Regions from separate parts of the Anas platyrhynchos genome. Here region 1 is linked to region 2. A link is a contact called in public Hi-C data. All regions are on one chromosome and are shown on one strand. The core of a region is the stretch at or near the end of the contact, and the rest is flanking DNA. Distances in the headings are between cores, read along the strand shown.

The links. Hi-C and Micro-C count contacts between places; a contact is called where the count stands out from the background.
Region 1: a contact with region 2 is called in a Hi-C map of subcutaneous adipose tissue, with 2.7 times the contacts expected there. The contact joins the enhancer-like site here to the promoter of SEMA3D in region 2. A contact is called at or near these places in 5 of 8 Hi-C or Micro-C datasets (F1 follicle, F5 follicle, skeletal muscle and 1 more).

Annotation. Positions count from the first base shown.
Region 1 is chr1:8,770,835-8,777,376 of IASCAAS_PekinDuck_T2T, forward strand. All of the region lies in intron 11 of SEMA3D (semaphorin 3D), which reads left to right. Among named protein-coding and RNA genes, the nearest start is that of SEMA3D, 110 kb to the left of the region's middle. Within about 2 kb of position 2,642, at least 1 of the 8 cell types and tissues checked has an H3K27ac peak or open chromatin away from gene starts, as enhancers often do. A contact at or near this core is called in subcutaneous adipose tissue, where this site is marked.
Region 2 is chr1:8,660,386-8,667,062 of IASCAAS_PekinDuck_T2T, forward strand. SEMA3D (semaphorin 3D) reads left to right here and starts at 2,117. Exons shown (of 18, transcript XM_027460118.3): 1 at 2,117-2,387.

The sequences.
Region 1 (6,542 bases), core at 1,392-3,891, 110 kb after region 2:
CTGTCAATTTATATTTTCCACTCAGGATGTTTCAAATTATCCTCACAACCCTATCTCTTCTGTTGAGAGCTCAGACTTCTACCTACCCTTTTTCTGTTTATATATATAAATATACATTTTCCATTTCTTTGAGATAACATTGTGTCCAGACTTTTTATTTTCTGATTGTCTCCTATTGTGGTCTCTTACTGTCCAGCTGTATTTCCATTTGTTGGGATCACCTATGAGGCACCAATACTTTATAAAAAGCCAAAAACATTTATTTATGGAGGATTAAATTATGATAAGGTATTTTATTTGGAGTCTTGTATTTCTGTTAACTTTGCATTTGTTAAAATCCCATTCCTTGAGATATGGTCATTGATTCTACCATGTGTGTTTGGGCATGTGTTGTGTTTTGAAATGAAATAAAGAGTTAGTTGTTACAGATTTTGTGTGATGGAAGACAAGTAATAGGAGGAAAAGTGAAGTTTAATACCCGAAAAATTCTAAATTCAAATCTGTTAGACTTGAGATGTAACCATCAGGTCAAAAATGTTGAAAGAATTTAGTAAAGGCTTTCTGTACTTCTGTCTTGATATTAAATTTGGAAAGGCATGAACCCACAGCTACAGCTGGGGGGAAAAGGGTATGTCTAAAAAATGCATTTACTTTTAAAACATCAGCAAAACTTTGAGCAACTCTTGCTACAATCACTGTAAAAGAGCAGTGATTTAAGAATAAGACAGATACTATCCAGGACATCTTTACATTATCTTGGTCTGGTATTCATTGAATTCTAGTATTCATTAGTACTAGAGAGCTGCATAAATCTAGCCAAATACTGAGCTACTGAGGTTGGACTGCTGCTCCTACCTTGCCTAGAAGTCACCTGGTTGTCCCTACACTATTTCTCTGACATCTGCATTGGTGTAACCGTTGCTTCAAGCCATATTATCTTGCTCATTTACCTCTTTCTTTTTTTTTTTTTTTCCACACTCTTTCTTGTATCTTTGTGTTTTCTTCATCATCCAGTGGATCCAGTGGATCCAACTGTTTGGTCCATTACCTTGCTCCCTGTTGCATTTGGTCATCTTTAGCTTCAGCAGGTCATGCCATGTGCTCTGATTATCTCCTCTCAGAACTGTAGGCGGGTGGGAAAGGAAAGCTTTCCATAAACAGTAAGGCAGCTCCAGCCTAAGATCTGCGCTGCTGGAGCAAATAAGCTCCTAATTTAGACACTGCAGGATTACACATCTCTCTCTCATGCAGAATATATGGTGCCCCCAGAAAAGAAGACTACATTTAATTCTTTTACTATTATTATTATTTTAGCATGCGCAGCTCTGGTTAAGAAGTGCAGATACGTTTAGTTTTAAGTACAAAAATGGTGCCTGTGAGAACAATAGCTGGTCCCATGGTATCTAAAGAGATTAAAATAACTCTCTTGAAAACCTCACAGTGCCCCATAAGGATGAACACTCTGCACAGATAGATGGGTCATAAGCTCATTGCATTTTTGAGTGTATTAGCCATCACATGGTTGAGCTGGGATTCACAAGGAAGGAAACATGTCAAGCTGAAGCATGTCAATGCTGATCTTTATCACTGATTTGAATATCTATACTCAAAAGTATTTTAAAAGTTGGAAAGTTTAAAGTAAATGGATATTTTCCATGAGCAACCCCTTCACTCTCTAACTGCTTCCTTTAAACACCTGATAACAGCCGTGAGAAAATGGTCTGGTAAAAATCCTTAGGAACTCTGTACCCAGTGGATTTCTGTAGGAGTTTGTCTGATCAGGAGCTGAGAAGGGAAGTGGAATTTTACTGAAGAAAGTTCTCTAAAGGGAGATATCTGTAATATTTACTATGTAGATAAGGTAAACATATTGCTGCATACTTATTTATCATTAGTCTTACAGAGCTGGAATAGGCTTGGATTACAACATACTTCGGGCTTGGTAGTTTAAAATAGAGTACCCAAATAAGAGGTGGATTCACACCTTGCTCTAATCCTGAAGTGGACTAGGCCAAATTTCTGGATCTGAGCAGATTTAGGGTGGGATCTGGAAGGGCAGTGCAGGGCTCAAAGACAAGGAAAAGAAGCAGCATGTTACATGCCCACAGAATGCTGCAGTGTGTCTGTATGCTGAAATGTTCTTCTATAAAGATTAATTTCACCATTTCTTGCCAACTATGGGGTGATTCAGGAATGCACAGAACAAAGCCAAAGAGGGATAATCTGTCCAGTTTTTAGTTACTAGAGCATTTTTGAAATTTAAGCTGTACTTAAGTGTTGCATAAAGCTTAGCATAGCCAAAACTGCCCTAATCTTATATTTCTTATATTTTAAGTTATTGGCAAAGTCTAAAAATGGCAGTACTAGGAAATCCATTTACTTTGATGTTTGTCTTTGCGAGAGGCATTGACTTCCTTTTCAGCATTTACACAGAAGCAAGAGACTGCTTACCCTAACTTAACTTTTTGCTCAGCTGCCTTTATCTCCTAAGTAAATAAAGCTGTTCACTATAGAGGCTGTGACCGCTTTGATATTGAAATTTTGACAAAATGCTTCCTGTGGCAATTTGTGTTGGAGATAAACTCCCAGCATGACCATGATATCATACCTTGGCAATGCTGAGCATCATGAGGGCGATGCAGTGGGGTCTGCCTGCCCTCTGGCGTCCTGCGAGACCCTGGCCAGGCTGACTTGTGATCAGATGCTGCAAAGCATGCAGCATTTCTACTCCAATTTCTCCCAGCAGTATTAAAGAGCAAGTGGAAATGGTGGAAATTAAATGGAAGCAAGGCTTGAAATCTATTTCAGTTTGGAAGATGAAGGAAAAAAAAAAAAAGAAAAAAAAAAAGAGAGAGAGGAGAATCAAGCAGCAGGCAGCCTGGTACAAAGGGCTATTTGAAAACCAAGAAAGCTTTTTCTTTTTCTTCTTTAGATGCCTAAACAATTGGACTTGCATATCTGCAGCTGCCCCCAGATAACAAGTCCAGTTTTCTTCCAGTCTTTTAGGGTTTCATCCAGAAAATTATCCTTTGATAAAGAAATCCTCAAGGACTTCCTTTAAAATGTATTCTGTGTTCTGAACCAGAATTTTCATAATGCCCTCCTAGTAATCACAGAAGACTTTTGAACAAGATTTATCTGTGAATTAGAAGAAAACAGCAGTTCTAGTTTATTTATATAACTGTAACTATTGCACCGAGACCAGCTTTTGAGAGGAACATCAGTGTTTAAAGATGCAGATTAATACATAGTCTGGTATGTCATAGGGCCCAGGTATTTAACTGCTATTCAAAGCGAAACTGAATACAATGTATCTAGATTTCTAGATCAGCAAAGCATATTGCAGTTTAATTGACTTCTTTGCTACAAGAAACAGCCCAGCACAGAAGTCACTGCTTTTCTCCATTTGTGGTGTTATATCTCACCTCTTTCCACTCCAGATCTGAATACCAATATATGGTTCTGAGCTTCTGTATTCTTTATGGTTCTCTCTCTCTCTTTCTTTCTCTCTCTTTTTTTTTTTTTTTTTTTTTTTTTTTTCTAATAAGTTCCTTTACCCTCAGATCTTTCTGTGATCTTCCTCAATTTTTCTTTTCTTTCTCAGTTGGTTTTTCTTCCTTTCTTTAGTGAAATCCCTTTATTTCTTCTGCTAATACATTGCAAAGCCTCATTGAGATGTGGTGTCCATCCCATTGTGACTTGGCTGAGCCACAGAGAAATACTGTCTGGCAAAAGCCTCCTCCTGTCCTCACGTCTGGTTAATTTTCCTGCTTTAATAAGCATGTTCATAAAACACTGAGGGTTGCACAGGTTTCCTTTGTTATTTTTAGACTTATCTTTCTCTTTACCTGATCTTTTATGGGATAGGCTGCATTCTTTGCTTCTCCAATTCCTCTCTCCTTTGATCTTCCCACTGTAAATGGGGCTGCTTAATTAAGTGAAATGTTTCACTTTATAGGTTTATTTTCCTGAGAAAGCCTCCCCCACCTTCTCCTACGTACCAACATGTTCTCCCCAACATGAATCACCTCTCAATTCATAGCAGCCTTTCAAAAGGCTGCGAACCCAGTCACCTTTCCAGTGTGCTGAGGTCGGCAGAAAATTGCAAAGTGCCACATACAAAGTCAAGTTCACTCACCTAGCTGATCTCAGATTGTTAACCTCACATTAATGTTCACTTATGTCAGCCTTTGCTAACAGCAACACAGGTGTGTTAAATGGAAAAGCAATACAAGGGGTTCAAGACAGACATTAGAACAAACCTTATACATCGAGTGGAATACAGTCTATAGCTAAAAAAATTAATAATAAAAAAATAAAAATGTTAGGGATCCTATTTGTGTGAGTGTGCATGTGTTTGTGTGTGTGTGCGTATTTAGGGGGGTGTAGTGAGATTAGACGTTGATTTAATTTAAAATTTTGGCTGTATCTGTGTCCAGCAGAACCTAACTCAATATGCTGTCCCCCATCTTCTTTCAGGCTTAAGCTGCAAGGTTGTTGTGAACATCTTTACAAGATGGACAGTCACAGTATGTTCATCCTCTAGAGAAACACTAAAGTTTCAGAGGGGCGTGTCCAAATGTAAAATGTATTGTGAAGCTCTGATCAGACTACAGAAAAGAAGCCAAACCATATTTAGGATACTCAGGAATTGAAGTTCCTTCTCCAGAACAGATTATTACGGAGTCCCTTCCAGCACATTAAGTGCTTAAGCCCCAAGAGTCATCTCTTGGCTGTCATGTAAATCACAGAATATCCAAAAATATAAGTACCCAATATCCTAAGGTTCTTCTGGGCATCATACCAGTTCCTCAGTGCTACATCTCAGTGGCTCAGTCCTCAGAACCTGCATTTCTCATTAAACTTATATGCACATAAAATTCAGTTTGTTGGGTGGGTAGAGGATCCCCTTTTAACACAGAAGTGACTAGCTGTAGGTATTTTTTGTGTTTCTCTGCTTTTTTCTTGATGGTTCACTGATAATGGAACTCATTTGGAGTTTGGAAAGCTCTACCTTGCACAGCAGGAGAATGCTGATTATACAGCCATATTAACTCCTACGTAGTTAAACATTAATTTACTGAGAGCTTGAGCGAAAAGGACAGCGTCAGTATTAGCGCCTGGCTGCAGTTAGTACATTCCCTCCGAGGGAGGGTCTGGTTCTCTAGTTCTTGCTAGAGAACCTAGCAAGAGTAATATAAAATAGAGAGCTTTCCAGTGGAAAACAGATCTTCTCCATTCCTGCTTAACATCTAAGCAATATTCTTTCTACTCTTGGCTAAGCTGAGACCTAATTATCCCATGAAAAGTGAAAACACTTTCAAACAGGAAGGAGGGGGGAGCTCCCAGAATGGCTCTGGTCCATGTGTCTAGAACAAATGGACACCTCTACCAGAAGGGAAGCCCAGGCTAAGGCATCTAATCCCCCAAAATGAGAGAGATTTAAGTAGTATTCCATTCTTTCATGTTTCACACTGGCTACTTGAGATGATCCCATGAGAGTGCCTTGCTGGTCTGGTGCTTAGTACTGCTTGTGAAATGCATGAAAATTTCCAGCCTGGATATTGCAAGATCTCCCCAGCAGATGCCTGCTTCAGTCACTGTTATCAAGTCCCCAAATTTGCACCTAGCCTATGTGTTTGAATCTCATTGTTAAGTGGGTCTAAGGGTAAATGTGACAAGTCTCTTTTAAAACGAGGTTTTTGACACATTTGAAATTGAAACTCTTGTAGTTCATAGGGAGCATCATTGTATTTTAAAATGATCAGCAGACAACAGCACTGCTGAATTAAAGATACATAATAAAATGAAAAGGATTTTTTTTTTACATACCTTAAATTAAAATTCCCAAATAATTGTCGCAGTTTTAATAGGTGTTAGATCCAGCAGCTCTTACTGACTTCACTGGCTGGTGTAAAGCACTATGATTTTGGCAAATTGGATGTTTATTTAGGAGTCTTACTTCTGGCACCAGCTTTTAAAAATCTTGGCCAGGGTTCCCATATAATGTTAACACAGTCACACCATACATCTTAGTATTGTGTGAGATCTACACGTCCAGCACTCTACTAAGTTGTAAATTTAATAAAATGAGAGGAAAAAAGGAAAAAAAAAAAAAAAAAGAAAAAAAAAAGAGAGAGAGAGAGAGAGAGAGACGTGCAGTATTGCTAACTTAAAGCCTACTTGCTTTTATTTGAGAGATTAGCCTTAATTTACCAATTCATGATTGCATTTGGATACAAATAAAAGACGAGGGAATAAGTAAGTATTTTTGCAGATCACCTGGGCTTAGGACTTGGTCCAGGGTCAAAGTGAGCTCATACTGAAGACACTGGAAAGGCTTTAAGTTACTACTGAATTGATTCTTTAAAAGTTCATATAGGGGTATATAGAATGATTGAATAGAGATACTCAACAATTCTAACTCTGTTTCTGTTTTGGAGGCTTGTTTTTGTCTTTTACTTTTCACTTCTGAACATTTAGATAAAGATACCATTTATGACAGTGAACACCTGAAAACTTTGAAGAATAAATTACATGGT
Region 2 (6,677 bases), core at 867-3,366:
TATTAACTAATCATTTAAAATGACATTGTTCAGATGGTGAATGTCTCCTCAGCCTGTGTCCATGGTATGACTTTGTGTAACCTTGTTGTACAGCCTTAATAATAGAATAAAAAGGCATGCTCATATCGTGCTCTCTGCACAGAAATTTTTCTTTCCGTTTTCATTCAGCAAATAGCCACAAGAGGGCATCTTTTTCTTGGTTTCTTCCGTTTCAATAAATTAAGAGCTTAATTATTTCCCAAATTCTTTTGTATAACTCTTGAACGATGAATTTTCTGCTATTTATTCCACTAAGAATATGTGTTTTTATGATCTGCAAGAAGGAAAAGCAGCTCTTAAAATAAAACTATTTCCAAAAAAGTTTTTTTACACTTCAGAGAAACTGCAAACACCTTCAACAAATGAGTGAAGGGGACATTCACACTGATTTCTTTTTCACTTGAGTCTGAAATATCTCCAGTATATGAAGCAAGCAGTATATTTCATACCTTTTTTTTTTTTTTTTTTTTTTTTTTTTAACCAGGATTTATGCTTTCAGAACACATCAAAGTTCAATTATGTTGTTTATTGAATGCTACAAAAATCAACAGGGATTTTCTTTCCATCAACCTGCTTCTCATTTTCTCTTTGCCGAACTCCTTTGGTGTAAAAAAGAAGTTAATAAAAAAGTGCCTGTGATAGTCAGTCAGGATCTAGAAACAAGGTGAAATGCAATAATTATTCCATAGGAATTTAAAACAAACTCTGCTCTGAACTGCATCCTACCTATCACAATGATAATTTTATCAAATCTAGGGGTTAAACCTGTGGAAAGTTTTGTTGATGACAATGTAATGAAATGGGAAAAACAGGAATTGAATCAGGCCTCCCTTTTGGAGGCCTTAAAACAGCAGTAATCAAAGGCAGCTATGGAACAACCTGTCTTTGAATTGCTCCATTTATTTTGTGGGCATATGAGGCACATGTAGACAAGCAGAGTCTGTGTATCTCTGTGTACAGAACTTACAAAAACAACAGGTTGGTACTGTAGTAACAAACTGTTAAAAAAAAAAATAGATAAAAACACGTAAAACCAGCTTTTGATGATTTTTTTAAAAAGATATTTAGATTCTACACTACACCGAGACCACCCATCTGACATGAATAGTAGGTGAGGATGAAGTCCTGATGCCATGGGTAATGCGGTGGAAACTCCAATATATTCCTCTGGACTTCTTTGATTCTGCTGTTATTTCATGGGAGCAACAGTTGGGGTCTGTTCTGCAACTGAGTCACCAGCTGAAGACTTTCAATCTGAGCTCTTCACTAAAGGAAATGCAGTTTTTGACAGAGCCGCAGTGTGTCATGTCTGGAAGGGTCTGATACTATCTGTGCCATGTGTTGAATGGCTCTCAGCCTGTGGGCAGAAAGGCTCTTCCTTGGGCAGCCACAGAAGGAAATGTGTTGGGGAGAAGGGTTTGGTGTGGGAGTGGGTTAGTCCAGGAGAGAATTTCTCTCTTAGGAAGTGGTGTGCAGCATGCGAAAGCTGGAGAACCACTGATGTAGCACATTCCATGGGCAAACAAAAATAAATGCGAAAGCAAATGTATCCCTGGCAGCTTTGCACATGGGCTTCCCATAAACGTGCACCAAACCCTAGCACTGGGCCACTGCCCAGCTCTTTTCTCCTTATCAGAGAGTGTGGCAAGCTTGCCTTTTTTTTTTTTTTTTTTAACGCCCAGTCTACCACCGAGTCACTTTCCCTGGCAGCAACGTGCCATGCGAATAAGGTGAGGACCTGAGGCTGCTTTAGACTTTGTAATCTGGACCAGCACCTGTGCAGGGCGCATGTAATATTAGGGAGAGATGCTCCTGTTGCAAACACACAGGGGATCCTGCAAGAGCAGGCAAGGTCTGTGGACCAGGGGAAAGTGCCACGAGTGCAGGGGCCTCGTGTGCCCGATCTCAGCGCAGTGGGCATGCTGCTGCCGTGTCCGTGGGTGCGCTGAGCTGCTTTTCACGGAGCAAAATGCCTCCCCGAATACCTCCCGGTGACCGGGGCTGTGCCCGGCTCCGGGAGCAGCAGCAGTGGGTGTGAGGCTGGGTTGGCTGACACACACCCACACGCACACACAGCCACACACACACACACACGCACGCCAAGCAGCCCATTTGCTGGAGGGGTGTGCATGTGCGTGCGAGGGAGTGGAAAGGGGTGGCGGGGATGGAGGAAGGGAAGCCAGGGGAAAGTCTGACACTCGGCGCAGAAGGAGCGAGACCCTCCGTCGCCGCCGGCGCCGCCGGGGAGGAGCTCGACTTTCTCGCAACGCCTCCCAAAACCCAGCCACCGGCCCCGGCCCCGCACCGGGCTCACCCCGCACCTCGCAGCCGCTCCGGCTCCCCGGCAGGTACCAGGCGGCCCCCGCGGGACCCCCGCCACTTTGCGCCGCGCTTTGCCTCCGAGGAAAGGGGTGGGGGGGGTGGGGGTGGGGGGGAGGGAAAGTGCATTGGGTCCCTCTCCCCACACACACAGATCCGTGCTCGTTCCCCTCCACTGGGGGCCACCTGCCCGGCTGTCATTCAGCAGCTGGGAGGCGCAGCAGGGATGCGGGGCATCCCCCGGCTCTGCCCCGGGAGAGCAAGCAGAAATGGAGTTTTGGGGTCGGGGCGAGGAGGTTGCAGTTTTGGGGAGCGGGGGTTGAAGGCTGCAGGTCTGGGTGCGGTGCGGAGGGAGGGAGAGGGTTGGGTCCCGCAGCACCGGCACCCTTCTGCTTCGTGTAGGTTTCTGGGGACGATGCAAAGGGCAGGGTGGGGATAGGTGGCTCATGTGCATCAGCCAAACTGTTGCTTGCTGGAAGGGTGGCAAAATCTCTTCTTCCCCGTGGAGTCCACCAGCTCTGCCATGAGCGCGACTCTGCTGGATGTGTCCATCACTTGAAGCAGCAGAGCACCTGGCTGGCCTGGGGTGCTCGGTGGAATGAGATTATTCCTCTTTGGCACAGACAACTCCTCTTTTGCTTTGTGCAATAACACAGAGGGGGGTAAAGCTTCTTGTTTTGCAGCGAATATTACAAAACGAAAGTTGTTGCTACCAGAAAGGAAACATTCCTAAGTGCTTTAGGTAATTGGTGACTGTACTGAAGAATCGTAAAACAGACACCTATGTTTCCTTTAATACAAACAAACAAACAAACAAACAAAACACCTTTGGTTTGAAATGGCAAAACTTGTCCGAGAACAATAGAGATCAATAGGGCAATCTGACCATCAGCAGAGAGCACTTTGCAGAGAAAGCAGCAGCTCAGCCCTGCATCTGTGGCTCTTGCAGAGGTCATGAAGATGCAGAGTACAACTTTTGCAAGGATTTTAGCATGCCACTTTCTCTTTTTTACTACTTGACTTGCTGATCTGTGTAATAGCTAGAGTGATTTGATTTTGCTGCTAACCATTAGTATGTGATTTACTATAATGTGAAATATTTTAATGGAGTTTTTCAAGCTCTCATTAGTATAGCTGATGTGACTTTCACCTGCCTTTATTTAGCTCATTTAGCTTACTACAGGCCTGATTCAGAAAAGCAGTGGTCATAGTTTCCTGCAAGGTGTGTAGGGGCCAAGGTCATTCCCAACTATCTTTCTGAACTGTCTTTCTGAAGAGGAGTTTGGGTATTTTAAACCATAATTATAGTCTTATTGCCAGACAGAGGTACCCAAATTCTGCAGATGTCATACCTCTTCTTTCTTAAAGTTTCCAAAACAAGTCCTGCTCAGCCTTGATCAGGCAGAGCAGCTTGGCTTCACTTTTATTTGAACTTTATTTTGGCTTGGACATCCAGACTAGCCTGAGATCCAGGAACTAAATTTACTTTCCATCTTCTTGCCACTGGATCAGTCCAACAGGGGTTCTCAGCGCTGGCTGAACAGAGTGGTAGACGCAGTGCTGAAGTACAGATATGTGCCTCCAAACCAGGCAGAGAGCTTGGAGCCCAAGTCTCCTGCAGAGTGCATGAAGGCTCTGCCCGTGGCATGCTTTAACCAGAAATGGAAATAGAAGCTTCACTAGAACCCTTTGCCATGTCTCAAAAGATAAGAATGACTGCTCACGGGACAGTCATCCCAGGAAGACAGAGGTGCCTTCAGTAGTTCTAAGTAAAGTGAATAAATCTCAGAAAGATGGCTGGGCGGGTAGCTGCAGTCAAAGTCCCTTGAAAGGCAATACCTGCTTTAGAGCCTCTTCTCAAGCACCAACCTCCACCTGCTTCTCTGCAGCTGTTGTGCTGACAGCCTATTTTAATTAAGCTAGAATATAAAATGGAAAATCATGTTGTGCACTGTGAAAGTGCCTTTTAAAGTGTTTGAGGATACTGCATTGTTACTACTTAGAGATTCAATAATGATAATCAGGCAAGTCAGCACTGTAAGCACCAATGTATTATGAAAAGCCAAGCCAAAAAATGAAACACTCCCCCAAAATCCTGCCCTTACTTAGGTCCTATCAGGAGAGGTATGATCAGCCTCTCTTTCCCTGTTCTATCGCAGAACAAGTGGAGGTGTAACTGTCCCACAAAGTCAGGATTTTTATGGTTTAATTTGCAGAAGGTAATAATCACTGTGAGTTGCTCTGTGAGCATGCTGTCGGCTTAGGGTGGTAAAAATAATGACGTATTACTGGATTCTTTTTTTAATCTTTGCTTGGTGTTTACTCTGGTTTTACTTTTTTGTTGTTAAAAATAGAGAAATTGTGATCTCAGGTGTCTCTTCACAATGCACCGCTGCAATGTAGACATCCCATTTACCTGAGGCTCTGGAGAGGCTGATTCATTAGCCAGTAATCAGCTGAATTCCCAGCACATACCAGCATTTCTTTGGCTAAAACCCCTAGTGCTGGAATTGGCCACTCAGCCACCTCTGTAGTCTTTGAGGTTTCCTACATGAGGGAATCCTTCGGTGCCGGTTACGCAGGATTTCCCACCGCTCTCTCCTGGCAAGGCAGGCTGCGGGACAGCCAGAGCTATATTTGGCCCATTGTCTTTTTAACATGGGGAAAATGCTTAAGGGGCATGCTGAGTGTTATTAAATCAAATAGATGCGGTAAACGCGTGATATGTTTGTTTTCCTTGTTTTCTGGACTTTTTCCAACTGCAAATAAGCAACAGAGAAGTTCAGAGCAAAGCCATGTCTGAGAGACATACAGTGTGGTGACTGTATTTAAACTATGAGTGAAACAAATTTTTGCTCCATGGATGTGCTATTTTCATCTTTTTTATACTACTGTGTTTCTGTCGTGCTTAACACAATTTCCCCCCCACCCTAATATTCTGTCTGGATTTCATGTATTTTATAAACTAAACAATGGCAATGAGTCAGTGCTTAAATCATCCCTATGTAAATTTTTAGCCTTTTTATTTTCCCCTCTCTATCCCTCTGTACTCAGAAAGACACCTCTCTGGTATTGTTATTTGTTTTATGTTTATATAACATATCTGTTTATATGTTATTTTTCACATCTTAGAGGCATGCTGAGTGAATATCCATGTGTTATCTGACAGTGGGTGATAAAAAAAAAAAAGGAGAAAAAAAAAAAAAAGCCCTTCTCTTCTACTCTCCCCAGTTTAGATGGATTCAACGTCACATGGAGGGGATCCAGGATGAGTCAGAGAGCAGTACTGTTGTCCAAAATTCCAGTTTGTGTTACAGCTGGGAGGCAGCATTTAGCATCATGTGGATTTATTTTCTTTTAACGGGAACTCCAAAATAATTTATGGAAGTCATATAGCCTAATGAGCAGAACAGATAACAGTAAGCCAAGAAGAACCTGGATTCCCATCTGGGTTGAATCATAGACTCAATTTGACTATCAGTGTGATGGGTGTGGTATTAAAGCCTAGAACATTATATTGACCTTAACCAAATCATTGCACTTCCCTACAGCATAACTGGAAAATGTGATTAAGGTTCAGAGCTCTTCTGGTACCTAACAGTTTACTGAATAGTCAGCTTCACTGCACAGACCAAGCACACTGCATTACAGACATTTATCTGCAACCTAAATTTGCAGGTAGATTCCTAAACAGTTTGGGGTATATACGGCTAAGGATAAATTTGTGCTGTGGATCTTCTGCATACATGGGGACCTGTAACTTGTGAGGACATTCTGCACTGCTTGAATGCCACACTGTATATTGCTCAGCTTTCAGTAACACATATCCCTTTTGAACATTCTTTTTTTTTCTTCCTGTGTTACTGTAAACACAAAGAAGAGTCGTGTGAGCTTTGTCTTTTGATGTGGTCAGTTTAAAAGCTAAACAAATATCCAGAATTAAACTGTTTCCAATCTAGTTGGTCAGTGAATCAGGAGCCTTGCAGGAAGCAGATGTTATGCAAGAGAAAAGAGACTAAAAATTCCTGTAACAACTGAGCACACTCCGATGATATGCTCTTTTCCTTGTTGTTGTTTTGTTATTTATTTTCTTTCTGAGAGGAGAAGGAGGAGGAGGGAAGATACCCATTTTCCTGGAACGTCTCCTTCCAAAACTCCTGAAGACACTGCAGCCCTGAGTCTGATCTCATCTTGCGTCAGCATAACTAAAGACTACATGCACTGGAAACAGAAAGCCTAGGATTAACTGAAAATTATACAAAACTAAGGCTGTCATGAAATGAAAGACTTGCGCCTGTTCACAGTTAATCTGTATTTAG